Linked DNA regions of Zea mays: regions 2 and 3 are each linked to region 1. Evidence: chromatin contacts called from public Hi-C data. All regions are on one chromosome and are shown on one strand. The core of a region is the stretch at or near the end of the contact, and the rest is flanking DNA. Distances in the headings are between cores, read along the strand shown. Region 1 holds the start of LOC103646146 (elongation factor G-2, chloroplastic). Region 2 holds the start of LOC100275582. Region 3 holds the start of LOC103646147.

Region 1 (2,763 bases), core at 79-2,578:
TGACAAGTGCCAATAGATATCTAGTACCAAGCGGCATGCCAAGCATGGTATATTCTATATTGACACCCTCTGCACCGATATTTCTGTACTTGCAGCAAATTCACATCATGCAAACTCATGTAGCGGCGGCACATTCACTGAACAAGGCCATGGACCCAATTTTTTCATTTGCAGAACTTCCATTTTTGAACAAAAATTGCAGAACTTCCATTATTGGGTCTCCTTAAGAGCATCTCTAATAGACGCTCAACACCAGTCCCCATATTTTCCTCCCTTTAAAACCACCCTTCTCGCTTTCCACTAATGGAGAGGCTAAATGGCTCTCTAAATTCCAAATATGGTAGTTCTCTTATAATTTTTTCACACAAAAAAATATTCATGGGATGGCTCTTTAAATAGATATATAGGTAGTGAAGTTTAGAAATATTTTTGGAATAGTTATAAGGCCTATGCTTTCAGTTACTTCTAACCTGGATTTGTGATAATCAAATTTAATTAGAATAACACCTACAGAAACAAAAGTCCATCAGAAAGCTATGAAGTTCATCATTGCTATAACTTCGATTCTGAACACCATATTCCACCATTTTAGTAACGAACAACTTAAAGTAATTTATCAGGTAAAGCACAGACGATTAACAAGTATAGGGGCCTAAACAAGTATTATAGACACGGCAGAGACAAGCACGTCAAGAAGCACACTGGTCCCTTTGGATAAGCACGATGCAGCACAATCACTAACAATCAGCCTTAATTTCACTCTCGTATACTGCAATCCACCGGAGCTCTACGGAGGTACGCTCTTGGCCATTTCGACAAACACAGAAAACACTCACGCGCCGGCGCACTACAGCAACGCCTGCGCGGCTGCGCCCAATAAGAAAATGGAGAGTCCACAGAAGGATTACAGCGCTCGCTCACCGCTGCTGGCCATGACGACGACCGAGAGGCGCGGCCTGCGCGGGCGCGGGCGTAGTCCGGCCGCGGGGCCTGCCACCGCGGCGCGCCCCGCAGCGAAGCGCGGCGCAAGGAAGGGGCGGTGGCCGAGGAGGAGGCGCGAGGCGGAGACGACGGCGGCGGCCGGCCGGCGCGAGGACCGCGCCGTGGCGGGGGCTCGCACGGGCGCCTCGGCGGCCATGGAGACTGCCTCTGTGGTTCCTTTTCGCTCTTGGTGGCCTTTGCCGGCGAGCTCCCTCTCCTCGCCTTCTCGCCTGCGCCGTGAGGCTGTCGCGAGCGGACTGTGGGTTTTATGCGCGTGAGCGGCGGCCAATGGTGCGATGGTGCCTGAGGATAATGTGAGCGCGCGCGGCTGCTAGGAGGACGCCTCCCCGTCTCACGTTATGGATTAGCGTTTTTTTCTTCTAGTTTTTCGATTGTCTTCATCAGAATCTTACACAAGTCTAAATAACAAGGTCACACAAACCTATACAAGTACTCTAAACACACTAGAATCTTCAATACATACTAGTAAGGAAAACACAAAAAATGCAAACACTACTTAGCACTACTCATTAGTTACACTATACAAACACAAATAGAGAGCTATAGCTACTTAGCTACATGAGCTAAACTAATTAGCATACAAGCTAACTAGCAAGAGAGAAACTATTTTACTACACAAGTAAACTAGTTACACGAGAGAAATAAATACTCACTGGCATAAGTATATGAACAAAAAGAAACTAACATAAATATGAAGAGACTTTGACATGATGATTTTTATCCTAAGATTTAGTGGTTTACCAATAATTTAATTCCCATTGAGGCAAGTCCAAGGTTGTCGCTAATCCTCTTGGTAATAATGATTACATAAGATCACTCTCTCCACCAAAAGAAGTGCTCACACAAGAGATCTAGCACTTTGTTCTGGTTGAACCACCCGACACTCATCACACCTTGTTCAACTAGAGTTGCTCTTCACGATCTCTCACGGGACGAGTGTAACACCCCGCACAAATCCATCTCTAGAACCACACACGAGGAAGAACAAAAGCAACCAAACTGTCTAGGAAGTGGCAATCTCATGAGTAGCAAGCACCACTAGCTTCCAACTCCACCTAGTTCCACTCAAGCAGGTCACTTAATGCACTGCACTAGCAACGCTCAGTTACTATAGAGCATGAACACTATCGATCACTAGTGAGTTGGATGGCACTAAATCACTCAAAACATGGACACAAAGTCCCCTTGGCTCCTGATTTTTAAAACTATTCCAACCACCCACTCTATCTAAAGAGAGCAAAAAATAGTCTCCACCTTGGAATTTTTGGTCCACTGCAATTCTAGAGCGACTCAAACAAACCCCAACGATCGGTCAACACGCTAATGCACACTCCAACATTGGAGTTTGTAGCCACCTTAGCTCAGAAATTTTGGGATGCTACCCACATGGCCAACAGAGTCAACTTTGTTCAGAAATTTTGTCAAGTGCTTGAAAACTCGAGTAAGACTCTCTAGCGCAACTAAAAACAATCATAACTTCTTTATCAGAACTTCGATTTTAATGACCATGAATTTTTCAAAAAAAATATTCAGAAGGATATAGAACCCACTTGAATAATTGATCCAAAATACAATGGATCAACCTAGAATTCCACTCCAAAGATCTAATCTTCAGTTAGGAACGTATCAAAAAAATCCAAAGCACGCCAACTCCAAATGATCTCCCATGGAATGATCAACAAATTTAAACCTTAGTTAGCATTTTCAAGCCATTTTAAGGTGTTTTTCTCAACTTTCAATCACCAAATAATCTAGCAATTT
Region 2 (2,763 bases), core at 156-2,655, 210 kb after region 1:
CGAAGAATTGAAGTTCACACACAAGTATGACAGCTGAACATATAAGTAGAGTCATGAAGCACCTTATGTCTGGGTGACGAGGTCACATATGGATCAGCTATCCGAAGTTCCTCCATCCTCCCAATCAACCGGCCACTCTCAGATGGAGACTGTAGAGCACCTGCTGCCCTCATGTCTCCTCTTCTCGTCGAAGGTGGTGGTAGCATATTCTGGCGGTGTGCAGGGCTCCTCCTCTCGCTCACCTGTGGTATGGGCATTGGTGCAGACTCCCACCTCATGAGACGGGGTGGAAAGTGGGGAGGCGATGGCGTCGGTGACGCGTAAAACACTGGAGGCGGCGAGAACCTGGCCTGGTGTGCCGGCGTGTGCGACCAGAACACAGGCGAAGCCCAGCTGTGCGGGCGCTGCTGCTGATTAGATGGTGGGAAGCCGGAGCCCGTGGCTTCTGTAAGCGAGGCCGGGAAGGCGCGCATGGGCTCAGCGGCTGGGCTGCCGACGTAGTCTGGGATTATCTTGGAGGGCGAAAGGGAGGTGATCTCGAGGTTGAAGGCGGCGAGGCTGGGAAGGTACTGGACGGAAACGACGAGGCGGCCGAGCTGGGTTTCGACGGGAACAAAGCGTTGGGAACGCATGGCGGCCTCCTGGGGGCGCGAGAAGGGCTCGGCGAAGGTGTCGACGCGGTGGCCCATCTCGTAGTTGTAGGAGGGATTGGCGCAGAGGAGGCGGAAGATGCGGTACGCCGGGAGGACGCGGAGCACGGCGTAGACGGACCTGAGCAGCGTGAAGCAGTGCTTGTACGCCCGGTTCACGGCAACCTCCTCGCCGCCCGCGGCGTCCGGCCAGGGCTCGCACGCCACAGTCCACCTCTCCACCACCTCCCCTCGGGCTCCCACACTACCGGCGGGGCTCAGGAGGACGTCCACCACCAGCGGCTCCCCGGGGACCAGCTCGTCCAGGCGGTCAGCCGCCTCGGGCGGCGGCGGCGGGTCGTGGAGCGGGAGATGGAACCACCTGTCCCTCCGCCTGAACGACGCCGCCGCTGGCGCCGCGAAGGCGTGCGGGCGCGGCGTGCGCACGGCGAGGACGGCGTGGAGCACCTTGAGGTGGAACTGCTGCACCATCAGCTCCGCGCCCGCGCGCACACCCCCAGCGGAGTCGGACATCCCGGACATTGCCAGCGACGCCGAACCCAAACCGCCCCAACACCTGCCGAGCCCTCGTCGTCGCTCAAGCTCTGGTCCAAGCTGCTGCCGCGCGGCATGACTGGCGCTCGCGGCAGTAAGACTGCATAAATCTGATCGGCTGGTGATTGGAATTGGAGAAGTTGTTGTGCTTGGGATCGGAGCGATCGTTAGATCTGCACGCTAAGCGGAGGAGCGGTTGGAAGAGTTGGGGATTTGGCTGTAGGAGATAGAGAAGGAGAGGGGGTGTTTATCTGCAGGGAGGATTTTGGGTTAATACGTCGCTGTTGGTGTTATCATGATGGAATTATTATCGCGGTGAAGACGAACACAAGTGATTTTTAGTCTCTGGTAAATGTGACATTCAAAATTCTAATCTGTCATCAATTATCCAGAACTAAGCTGCTGTTTGGTTCAGCACCCTGGACGATAATGGGAATGGAGTTTTACGCGTCAGTGACGTCATCGCCTTAGCGACCTCCTTCAGCCCCAAATCACTCCAAGAGCGTACACAACTCCGATACTCTGTGATAACGCAGTTTTGTGATTCTAGTGAGACCCGATCGTGGTTTTGAGCCGTTTTCTTTAGACATTTGTGTTTGCGTTCTTGTGATCTTTTTTTTATAACGTTGTATTATGGCGTTTGCTTTTGTATTTGTAGTCTCTCCTCCTTTCTTGTGCTCGAGATTGTAACTTGGATTCGTGTACGACTCTGCAAAAGACTTCAATTTGTGAAGATTTCTTGCCAAAGGGATACATATCGATAAGGAAGACTGTGGTACTCAAGTTCGATCATGTGATCACTCAAGAGGGGTTGAAAGCAACCCTTGTGTTGGCGTCAACCTGGGTGCTAAACACCGGGAGATGAACTGTCTGACGGTGCTATGTGGAAGCGTGGATGGTCCGTGGCCCTGAGCCGGACGGTCCGCGACCTACGCGCAGGAGTGGCTCCTTCTCTGCGTACGTCTGGACGGTCCGCGCCTAGGGTTCGGACGGACCACGATGGCGCAGAGGGTCGTCTTCTTCGCAGCAGATCAAGATCCTGTCTCCCAGAAGGGACCTCGTATAGAAGGAGATAACATATTGTGTGCCTTGGGGTCGGCAGACCATCCAACGTAAAACTGAAGAGATGTAAAAATTTGAGGTAGAGGAATGATAAACTAGGACTACTCCTAATGCATAAGATAAAAATAATAAGTAAAATTGATTAGATCAATTGGTGCTCAACACCTTATCTACAGGACCACTAGGGCTAGACAAAATACTCATGGCTCGTAAGCTCCCTTGTTTCGTGGTCAGCTCGACTCGGATCGGCTCATTTGAATTTTTTCACGAGCTGAGCTGACATCCTAGCTCGGTTTGTTGACGAGGCAGCTCGGTTTGTTAACGGGTCAGCTCATGAGCTAAACGAGCTATCACATTTCAGCAAAACGAAACTATATATATATATATAGTTATAGTATTAGGAGCCCTGGGCTCTCTCTAATTAGATGAAGCCCTGATCCCCACTCAATCGGTCGACCAGGTGCTTCAAGCATACCACCTATTCTATCCAATATAACATCATCTTTACGCTTTGTTG
Region 3 (2,763 bases), core at 93-2,592, 160 kb before region 1:
GTCTCTTGGGCCACCTGTCGCACTCTGACCTGTTGTACTCCGTACCTCCAAACTTGTCGCGACTCGAGACATCCTAATCCTAGGATATTTCTAAACATGAACGGAGATTTCCCGTACGAAGGAGGAGGACGGGGTGGGTGGATTTGGGTGTGGTTCGCTGCTGGTCCTCCGTGTGGAGTCTTGTCTTGGCCCGCCGACCGCGACGTGCGCGCAACAGGTGGCGGCCTGGCGGGGGGATTGATGGGGCGCCCAGATATTTCCGTACGAGCAGGAAGGAAAAACGTACCGCCACTGATGATTCAGCGCTGGGCGAGTGGCTGATGAATAGCTATTTGTACGCAGATGCCTCTCTGGTATTCCTATCCTAGCTAGCAGCACTACACCACTAGTTCGTGAAAACGTACTACTTGCTTGTCGGTAGTGGTACGTGCCGTGAAGTCACCTGCGTACACAAGTGAGTGACGGTTAAACCAGGTGGTTCCTCTGAAAACAAGTAGCAAATCTAACAATTAGATTTACGTTGTCTTCTGTCCGGAGATATATTTATTTTTAAACAACATTTGAATTCTGGAAGTAGACGTAGAACTGAGAGAGTAGTACACTAGTAATACCAGCTTCGCTGATCTGTCGCTTGATCCAGCTCAGCATTACACACCAGAATTTCCACACCGATAGTGGATGTGCACGCGCACCCGGAAGTAGTCCAACATTTGGTCCTGGACGAAAGTTGGACTGGGAGATGCACGCGCACCCGGTGCAGGTCGTACTGGGAGAGTGCAACGGGGACAGGATCCACACCACACGATCGTGCAATAACGGGGTTAGTTGCACATCTGTATCCACATGTGGCCAACACGAAACGTGTTCGATAAATCTGTGGCAGGCCTGCTCCACAAATACTATACAGTTTTGGATAGAAAGATAGATTATAGCCTGTGCGTAGCTCTCCTGTTGCTTGATCTCAGGTTCGCGGCAATCTGCTGGTAGGCAGAGCGTGCCGTGCGTGTACCATGATTTTTTCACAGCCGAACTGATTGATACAAGGGCGCTGGTGCGAGCTCGCCGTCGCTCAGCAGTAACGCCGGAAGAAGTTATTTGGAAGGAAAAAAGCCAACAAAGCGACATGCAGCTAAAATGGAGCAAAGGAACCATGGATGGACCACGCACCGTCCGAGCCACACCAGCCATTACCATTACGATTTACGAACAAACGCCGCCTGGCCACGACGAGAGCTCGGCAAATCCAAGCCACTGTGGCCAAGGGATGTCGATTTTTCCACTCGCGCATGGCCCAAAGCGGTGCAGGTCTATAAAACATGGGTCCCCCCCTCCGTGCTCCGGGTCCGGGCTCACTCCTGCGCGCTTCCGTTGCGATTGCGACTTTGCACCATTAACACTCCCTGCGTGCGGTGCGTCTGCTTAGGGAGGGGAAGGACAGACTCTCAACGAAGGAGAGACCTTCCCGCAGTTTCTCTCTCTCTTGCAATCCTCCTCGCCATGCTAAGGAGGTCCCGCCACGGCGGGGTCCGTCTCGGCCGGAATCTGCTCGGCCTGTGGCGGCGGGCGCTCTGCGGCCGGCGCCGGCGCCGGGGAGGCTACTGCCGCCTGCAGCAGCAGCAGCAGCCCACCTGCGCCGGCAGCGGCTGCACGCCCGGGCGCGGCGCTACCGCGAGGAAGCTCGCGCCGGTGCTGCGGTGGGGCCGGTCGCTGGCGCGGCGCCTGCGGCTCGGGTGGAGGGCCGCCGGCGGCGGGCACCGGATGCTGCCGGACGGCGACGGCGAGCCCGCGGTGAGCACGCCCAAGGGGCAGGTGGCCGTGTACGTCGGCGGCGAGGGCGAGGCGTCGCAGTCGCTGCGGTACGTGGTGCCCGTGGTGTACTTCAACCACCCCACGTTCGGCGAGCTGCTGAGGGAGGCCGAGGAGGAGTTCGGGTTCCAGCACCCGGGCGTCATCAGCATCCCCTGCCCCGCCGCGCGGTTCGAGCGGGCCGCGGCCCTCGCCGCCGCGGCCAAGAAGGGCTTCGGCAGGTGGTAGGCAGGCAGGCGGGGCGCGCGGTAGTCGTTGATTAGGGAGGGAGAGACGCCGCACGACGACGGAGGCCCCCTGACCGCCGCCGGCCGGTGGCGGAGGCGGATGATGGTGTATATGCATGCATGTGCGCTTTGCTTCAGAAACGTACGGGGCTGCCTGGCCTAGGCCTAGCTGATTTTGTTCTCTGGATTCTTGGTCCTGGTGCATCCATCCGGTTACTTGTTTCGTCCATGTCTACTGCTTCTTGTCTTCGGATTCACCCTCAGACCACTGGAAGGATTCACACAACTGTTGCTTGCTGGACGTGTGTGCTGAATTCACCACGTTTGCCAATTCCGCTAGTAGTAGTGTGTACGTATTACGGGAGCAAATGCTCTGTGTGTCCCTCTCCCTCTCTTGACTTAACTGCAAACTTCTCATCAGGTCGAGACTCGCGAGCACGTCCGGCACGGGCCACCGCCTGATCTCTCCAGTTTCGTCCCATGCCCTACCATTTGTGCTACCATGCGCCACAATCCGATGCCCGGAAAGGCGTGCCATCCAGATTCAGCGTCCTCGAACGGTGCGCCAACCACTGCACGAACCGTACACGCACGCCTTCATCATCCGTACCCCCATGCTAGGACCGATCGAGTCGGCTGTTGGTTGGAGCACGCCGTTTGCGCCGCGCAGCGCCTTTGCACGCAGCACGCCAGCGCGCCGGCCTCGCTACTAGCTAGGCACCACTTGCCG

What was found. A called contact is a pair of places that touch in the nucleus more often than the background predicts.
Region 2: a contact with region 1 is called in a Hi-C map of leaf, with 6 times the contacts expected there. The contact joins the promoter of LOC100275582 here to the promoter of LOC103646146 in region 1. A contact is called at or near these places in 7 of 25 Hi-C or Micro-C datasets (bundle sheath, ear, endosperm and 3 more).
Region 3: a Hi-C map of ear shows a contact between it and region 1, with 2.4 times the contacts expected there. The contact joins the promoter of LOC103646147 here to the promoter of LOC103646146 in region 1. A contact is called at or near these places in 2 of 25 Hi-C or Micro-C datasets (ear and leaf).

What each region holds. Positions count from the first base shown.
Region 1 is chr2:23,910,695-23,913,457 of Zm-B73-REFERENCE-NAM-5.0, reverse strand. LOC103646146 (elongation factor G-2, chloroplastic) reads right to left here and starts at 1,328. Exons shown (of 4, transcript XM_008670868.3): 1 at 922-1,328. The coding sequence starts at 1,138.
Region 2 is chr2:23,704,653-23,707,415 of Zm-B73-REFERENCE-NAM-5.0, reverse strand. It overlaps LOC100275582, which reads right to left and starts at 1,405. Exons shown (of 3, transcript NM_001371691.1): 1 at 63-1,405. The coding sequence starts at 1,172.
Region 3 is chr2:24,069,465-24,072,227 of Zm-B73-REFERENCE-NAM-5.0, reverse strand. It overlaps LOC103646147, which reads left to right and starts at 1,342. Exons shown (of 1, transcript NM_001330657.1): 1 at 1,342-2,200. The coding sequence starts at 1,498. The coding sequence ends at 2,034.